Regions from separate parts of the Pan troglodytes genome. Here region 1 is linked to region 2. A link is a contact called in public HiChIP or PLAC-seq data. All regions are on one chromosome and are shown on one strand. Each heading gives the region's core, a stretch centred on a gene start, on an enhancer-like site or on the middle of the called end of the contact. The rest is flanking DNA. Distances are from core to core; before and after follow the strand shown. Region 1 holds the start of AFG2B (AFG2 AAA ATPase homolog B). Region 2 holds the start of SHF (Src homology 2 domain containing F).

What was found. HiChIP or PLAC-seq counts read pairs in DNA pulled down with a chosen protein or histone mark.
Region 1: an H3K4me3 HiChIP or PLAC-seq map of stem cell-derived excitatory neurons shows a contact between it and region 2, with 2.1 times the contacts expected there. The contact joins the promoter of AFG2B here to the promoter of SHF in region 2. A contact is called at or near these places in 4 of 7 Hi-C or Micro-C datasets (blood, induced pluripotent stem cells and stem cell-derived neural progenitor cells) and 1 of 1 datasets of contacts at active chromatin or transcription factors (stem cell-derived excitatory neurons).

What each region holds. Positions count from the first base shown.
Region 1 is chr16:37,382,247-37,385,986 of NHGRI_mPanTro3-v2.0_pri, forward strand. AFG2B (AFG2 AAA ATPase homolog B) reads left to right here and starts at 2,407. Exons shown (of 8, transcript XM_016928152.3): 1 at 2,407-3,614. The coding sequence starts at 2,526. It overlaps LOC107968613 (a long non-coding RNA gene), which reads right to left and starts at 2,430. Exons shown (of 4, transcript XR_008539573.2): 1 at 2,035-2,430.
Region 2 is chr16:37,168,495-37,172,246 of NHGRI_mPanTro3-v2.0_pri, forward strand. SHF (Src homology 2 domain containing F) reads right to left here and starts at 1,611. Exons shown (of 9, transcript XR_008539569.2): 1 at 1,078-1,611.

The DNA.
Region 1 (3,740 bases), core at 1,157-3,656, 210 kb after region 2:
AGAGCCACACAACTCCCATTAGAATGGTTTACCACAAGGAGGCCAGGTGCAGTGGCTCATGCCTGTAATCTCAGCACTTTGGGAGGCTGAGGCAGGTGGATCACTTGAGGCCTGGAGTTCGAGACCAGCCTGGCCAACAGGGTAAAACCCTATCTCTACTAAAAATCCAAAAGTTAGCCAGGTGTGGTGGTAGGCACATGTAATCCCAGCTACTTGGGAGCCTGAGGCAGGAGAATTGCTTGAACTTGGGAAACAGATGTTGCAGTGAGCTGAGATCCTGCCATTGCACTCAAGACTGGGTGACAGAGCAAGACTGTCTAAAAAATAAATAAAATTTTAAAAATAAAAAGAATGGTTTATCACAAGGAGATTATGTCATTGAATGGCATGATAAATATGGATGTTCAGATGGCTGAAATCATAGTGTTGCAAATGGTTAGACCTAAAGGGACAGAATGGATTTTACTGGATGATTGGGAAAGACATTTATAGTTTTGCTCAGAGTGAGTGGATAAGAGCTGAAGGCCCAGTAACAGAATTCCTTGTTGCTTTTGTTTGCAACCTATGGTAAAGACTGGATCTTTTAGAGAAAGAGTGAAGTGAAATAATATTTCCTGTGCATATGGATTCTATGAGGTCAGAGGGTTCTTGTTTGACCTTGTATAAAATCAACCTCTTAGACCAACCAAAAGCAACATGTAGTTTCCTTCTCATCATATTCCTAATAGCATAGTTTGTGCCTCTGTTTTAAACCAATTCAGAAAACTTTGAGGCCGATTTAACTTTATTGGCTCCCTATTTTGGCTTTGGTTATTCCACTCCATTAAACCTTTACTTCTTGGCCATTTCTGCACTGTAAATATAAGTAAATCTACTAACTCTTTTACATGAGATCCCTTTACATATTTAAGACAGTTATCATGTCCTCAGTAAGTCTTCTTTCCCTCTCCCAGATCCTTAAAGCTTCTTGGAACTGAATAGAAGGGACTCGATGAGGTACAGGCTTCTGATAAAATAACTTGATAGGCATGTAATTCACACCTTTAGGGGTCGGTAAAAACGATGGCTTTTTTTTTATTTCAAAAAATGCAAAGCTGTTATTTAAAAGTCCCAAAACCAAAAAGAACTGAAGCCAATGGGATTAAGAGGAAAAAAGAAAACAGGAAGTAATGGGTGACTTACCCATTTCAAGACCTCCTCCCGCTATTTTCTGATCCCTAAATTGTTCCAGAATCGATTTAAGCAGAAAAGTACAGCTGAGACCAGATAAGTTACTGTCAAGTCAAGAAGTCTGTCATGTCTGCCATGAAGTTTGGACAGAATGAGATCAGGAACTGGCATGGGTCTTAAGATACCAGATCTGACAGTACTTCCCAATGATAAGATATTACTACACAGTCGGTAATTGATTATTTGCATAGATAGAAAAAAAAACTCAGCAACTTAAGCACTCTAAAATATCAGTTTTGTCAACTCACAAATTTGGGTTGCAGTGAAAGTGGGGAAAATAGAGGTAGGAAGATGTAAGTCAAATAAAAACAAGGTATACCTTCTTGTCTTTGAATATCTGTAGTTCTTTTTTAACGGCAATTAAGAGGGATAGAAAATGTATTCCAGCTGATAAAAAGGAATTCCCTGTGCGAAAGGGAAAGGCAGAAAGCAGCTGGAAAAAAAAATAGCAGGCAGTTGTCTTAATAATGTAGATAGGTATCGCCTCTAATACAGGACTTAGTACTGTTGTGCCCCAATTAGACAGTAAGCATTGATCGCATGAACTTTAGTGATTAACTTGTTGCCAAAGAATATTCAAAAGAATATCAGAAATCAGAACAAATGTACTGTTGGTGTGCTACAAATCCATCAGGTAGCCTAGTTTTCCTTCTTTCCTCTCTACAAGGGATTTTAAGTGCCACCGTGTGCTTCCCTCCTACTATGCTGCTACTTTCCCATAGGAAGGGTTGTGCCTGGACCTCCCAGATTGGAACCCCGATTATCGAAGGTCCCAAGGCCGTATTCTCAGCTACGCCAAGTCACCTGAGACATTTGCACCAGAGCACCCAAAATTCTGTGCCCATGGGGATAGTTGGAGTTTCTTCACAAAATAGCAAAGTCTCCAGGTTGCTATTCCAACGGCGGTAGTACTGATGCTCCAGTTCGAAGGCCAGGAAAACAGAATGTAAAGCCGGTGACTTCTAAGATATATGTAACCACCAAAGTACATGCTTAATGACCTAGTGAAGTGAGCTTAAGCCGCCTCCCAGACACCTGTGACGAAGACCATCGCGGGAAAGCTCTGGGGTAGGCAACTCGATTTCACGAAAGCGGACACCAACGCTCTACCCAGAGGCCCGAGCGTCGTCTAACGTTTCCATTGGCCCTTTCGGCCTTCACTCAGCTGCTAGCAACGCAGTCTTCCCTAGCGCATGCGCGCAATCTGCTTCCGGCCTGCGAGCTCGGTGTTCCGCTTGTTGTGGACCGGGTGGGTTTCCTAATCTGGTTTCGTCTGCCTGGTTCATCTGTGTGCAATGGCTCCGGACTCGGATCCCTTCCCTGAAGGGCCGCTCTTAAAGCTGCTACCCTTAGACGCTAGAGACCGGGGCACCCAGCGCTGCCGCCTGGGCCCGGCCGCCCTCCACGCCCTGGGCGCGCGCTTGGGCTCGGCAGTGAAGATCTCGCTACCCGACGGCGGCTCCTGCCTCTGCACTGCCTGGCCTCGGCGGGACGGAGCGGACGGCTTTGTGCAGCTGGACCCGCTGTGCGCGAGCCCCGGGGCGGCGGTCGGGGCGTCGAGATCCCGGAGGAGTCTCAGCCTGAATCGCCTCCTCCTAGTGCCCTGTCCGCCCCTGCGGCGCGTCGCCGTGTGGCCGGTGTTGCGAGAGCAGGCAGGCGCGCCCGGTGCCCGGAATACAGCCGCGGTGCTGGAGGCGGCGCAGGAGCTGCTGAGAAACCGACCGATCTCCCTGGGCCACGTGGTGGTCGCTCCGCCAGGCGCTCCTGGCCCGGTGGCTGCCTTGCACATCGTCGGCGGGACGCCCAGTCCCGATCCCGCTGGGCTGGTCACCCCTCGTACCCGCGTCAGCCTTGGCGGGGAGCCTCCGTCGGAAGCCCAGCCGCAGCCCGAGGTGCCCCTGGGAGGTCTTTCGGAGGCGGCCGACTCGCTGCGGGAGCTCCTCCGCCTCCCGCTCCGCTACCCCCGCGCCCTGGCCGCGCTGGGCTTAGCGGTGCCTCGCGGGGTGCTCCTGGCGGGGCCCCCCGGAGTGGGCAAGACCCAGCTGGTGCGGGCCGTGGCGCGCGAGGCGGGCGCGGAGCTGCTGGCAGTCAGCGCCCCGGCGCTGCAGGGTTCCCGGCCTGGGGAGACGGAGGAGAACGTGCGGCGGGTCTTCCAGCGCGCCCGGGAACTGGCCAGCCGCGGACCCAGCCTCCTCTTCCTGGACGAGATAGACGCCTTGTGTCCCCGGCGGGGCGGTCGGGCACCCGAGAGCCGCGTAGTGGCCCAGGTGTTGACGCTGCTGGACGGCGCCAGTGGGGACCGCGAGGTCTTGGTTGTGGGAGCCACTAACCGGCCGGACGCTCTAGACCCAGCGCTGCGTAGACCCGGGAGATTTGACCGAGAGGTGAATGGGCTTGGCGGGTTTGCCCACTGGCGGTGGAACCTCGGCCGCTTCTGGCGCCAGTTGGCTGCCCCGGAGGCGTTTGCCTCTTAGGTTTGAGCATCGGTGAAGTTGGAGTGGGGGCTCTTT
Region 2 (3,752 bases), core at 361-2,860:
AAAGCAACTTTGCACTCCAATCAAATAAAAATGTTCTTCTCTGCTGAGGAGAAGGGGGCAGGCCCCAGAACTGAGCTCTCGGGGTGAGTGAAGAAGGACAGCAGAGCCAAGGCAGCCCACAGAGTCATCATCACAGAATTTAGGGGCCTGGGATGGCTTTCAGCTCTCACTCTGCCAGGGAGGGATAAGGCCAACCCGAATCTGGGCAGGGCCCTGAGCCATGGTGGATTTCCTGTTCTCCTCCCTATCCTGGTGCCTGCAGACCCAGGAAAAGCTCCAGCCTCCCTCAGAATGGACCAGGGGGAGAGGGAGGCCAGGAGGACAGGAGGAATGGGCTCAGCTGCTTAGCCCCACGTGGGCAACAGGTCCTGAGCACTGACTATCCTCATACCTGAGAGGACGAGGGAAGGAGGGAGGAGTGGGCCTGGACCCCACGAAGCCCCCTTGGCAAGAGCTGTAAGCTGCCTGTCTTCACCTCCTGAGAACAACAGCCTATAGGGCAAAGGCCAGCTCGTGCTGTGTCCGCAAGGAGAAACCCGTCTTCACCTCCTTTCTGGGGCTTCAGCACCTGCAAGGATGCTTAGGCTGGAGAAACAGGAGGAGGAAGAGGAGGAGGAAGCAAAGAGGCAACAGGAGGCAAGAGCTTTGTGCTGGCTATGCCCAGGGGGAAGGGTCAGAGATCAAAGGGCACTGAGCCGCTGCTTCCAGAGGGGCAGAAAGGCCATCAACCAGTGGGGGTTGGGAGGTGCGCCTCAATTCCCGTTAGCAAAAGGCTCACGGATCAGGCTAGAGGGGGCTACGAAGTGGAGAGCCAGCCCGGGAGGGGGAGGGTCACAGTTCTGGGGCCATTACAAGGGATAGGGCAGAGGGGCAGAGTTTGGGGCTTCCGTCTCAGATTAGTCGGTTGAGAATCTGAACAAAGGTGGGTGAAGGCTCGGAACCCCGGGGTCAGGGGCTCGCGTCTGCCAGAAGCTGAGACATCGAGGGGCCCGGGCCAAGCCACCTTTGTCCCTCTCGCAGCCTCCAGACCCCTGACCGCCTTCCCTCCTGGCCATCCCGGCCCGGCGCGGCACTCACCCTATCGCTGCTGGCAGGGGGTCCGGAGATCCGCTCATCAGCAGGCGGCGCCGGGGGCCCCGGGGTCTCGACCCGAATAAGGCGGTGTGGGGGAGAGCCGTGGCGCGGGGGCGGTGTGGGTCCGGGGGCGACAGGGGTGGCGAGGGCGGCGGAGCCGGACGACCCCCCGGAGTAGGGGTCTTCGAAGTCGCGCTCCCGCTGCAGCCTGTAGGCGGCCAGGATGTCCGGGGGCGGCGCGGGGGGCGCGGCCGGAGAGGGCGCAGGGGGGCGGTAGTCGGGCTCGGGGGGCGCCGGCTTGCTGCCCCCTCCGCCGCCGCCCCCCCCGCGGAAGCCCAGGTGCTCCCGGAGCCACTTGGCTACTCCGCCGCTGCCGCCCCCTCCTGGGCCGGCTCCCGCACCCCCGGCGCCCCGGCGGGACCCCCCCGGGCCGCCCCCAGCGCTCCCCTGCGCTCGCGGCCCCGGGCGGGAGCCAGCCGGAGGAGCTCCGCTCAGTAACATGGGGCCAGCCAGACTGAGCGAGGGGAGCGCAGCGGCGGGTGGGGGGCGGGGGCGGGGTGGGGAGGGGGGCGGGGCTCCGCCGGGCGGGGAGGGGGCGGGGCGCGTCAGTAACAAGGGAGAGGCGGGGCTCCGCTCCCTAACAGGGTCTTCCTCCTCCCGTAGCTCAGAAGAGCGTACGCGGGCTTCCAGCCGGTATGCACAGGCAAGAAGTGAAGTGGGCAGCCCTGGGGCAGAGGATGCGACTACTGGACTGAGGTTGAATCCTTTACGTGTCGCCACGCGGTCCCCTGTGGGGAGCGCATCCATCCCCATCTGTTCTTTTCCCCAGCTCCCAGCTCGTGCGAGACGCAAAGAGGGGAGCCCCCAGACTCCTGACTCTAGGGCGCCTTACGCCTCTCCTCTTCCCTCTCCCAGGATCTCGCAACTGGGAAACTATAATCTAGGAGGAAAATCTAGGCGGGCAAGAAAAGGGGCTAGGTTCTGTAAGATGTGTCTGTAAGCCTCCTCCTCCCGTGCTACCTTGGGAGCCCCACAACCTCCTCCCATCCAACTGTACGCACTGCACATACCCGAACCTACGTTACTTCCCGATCCAGGCAAACACATCTCACATCACATACAAACAACTCCCTAGAGACGCCCACTTCTCCCGTGTCGTTTTCACACACGCCCTTCTCACACGCAAACAGCCCTCGCTCAAACATCCCCCACCCACGGGAGCACCTGCTCCAAACGGGCCCACATGGCCCTGACGATAGCATGCGCACGCACGCAGAAATCCCTTCCAGCCACATCCCGGGCTTCATTGTCAATCAGATTAGTAACAGAATGGAAACAGACAAGTCAATAAATCAAGTCTAGAAACAGTCCCAGTGTTGTCTATCACAAACTCCTTATCCTCTTGAGGCTCGGATGCTCAAGTGCTAGGCATTTTTGTCTTAGAAATAAAGCCAGTTCCGGCTGGGCGCGGTGGCTCACGCCTGTAATCCCAGCACTTTGGGAGGCCGAAACGAGAGGATCACGAGGTCAGGAGATCGAGACCATCCTGGCTAACACGGTGAAACCCCGTCTCTACCAAAAATACAAAAAAATTAGTCGGGTGTGGTGGCGGGCACCTGTAGTCCCAGCTACTCGGGAGGCTGAGGCAGGAGAATCGCTTGAACCCAGGAGGCAGAGGTTGCATTGAGCTGAGATTGCGCGACTGCACTCCAGCCAGGGCGACAGAGTGAGACTCTGTCTCAAAAAAAAAAAAAAGAAAAGAAAAGAAAAGAAAAGAAATAAAGCCAGTTCCTCACCATAAATGTAGGCCTGAAGCCAACACCAACACATTTGCTCTTGGCTCTGCTGGGAAAGCAGCTGTCTCACCTCACTTTACCCCACCCCCTTTCCCCCACTGCCTCAGTGTCTCCGCACTCCTAGGTTCATGTCTGCCTTTTTTTTTTTTTTTTTTTTTTTGAGACAGAGTCTCACTCCGTCGCTGGAGTACAGTGGCACGATTTCAGCTTACAGCAACCTCCACCTCCCGGGTTCAAGCAATGCTCCCGCCTCAGCCTCCCTAGTAGCTGGGATTACAAGTGTGCGCCACCACACCTGGTTAATTTTTTGTATTTTTAGTAGAGATGGAGTTTCACCGTGTTGGCTAGGCTGGTCTCGAACTCCTGACCTCAAGTGATTCCCCACCTCGGCCTTCCAAAATGCTGGGATTACAGGTGTGAGCCAACGGCACCTGGCCATATCTGCCTTTTGAGGGCGCAAAAAGCCAAGAGGCCCCAAAGGAAAGGAGTTCAAAGCGGGGGGTGTAAAGAAGGATGTAATGGCAAAACTGTGAATCTCCTGGGATTCCCAGGGCCCCGAGTCTCAAAATATTTGTTGAGTTCCTGCTTTGTGCAAATTCTAGTTGGGCGAGGTGGCTCGTGCTTGTAGTCCCAGGTACCTGGGAGGTTGAGGTGGGAGAATTGCTTGAGCCCAGAAGTTCAAGGCTGCAGCGAGCTATGATTGTGCCACTGGTCAGACAGTGCTGCTTGTATTTAGGACAGTGCTTCTGATCAAGCCAGTGCTGCTTGTATTTAGGACAGTGCTTCTCAAACTTTAATGTGGACACTAATCTCCTGGGGATCTTGGTAAGTTACAGATTCTGACTCTCTAGGTCTAGCTGGGGTGGGGTCCCAGGTGATACA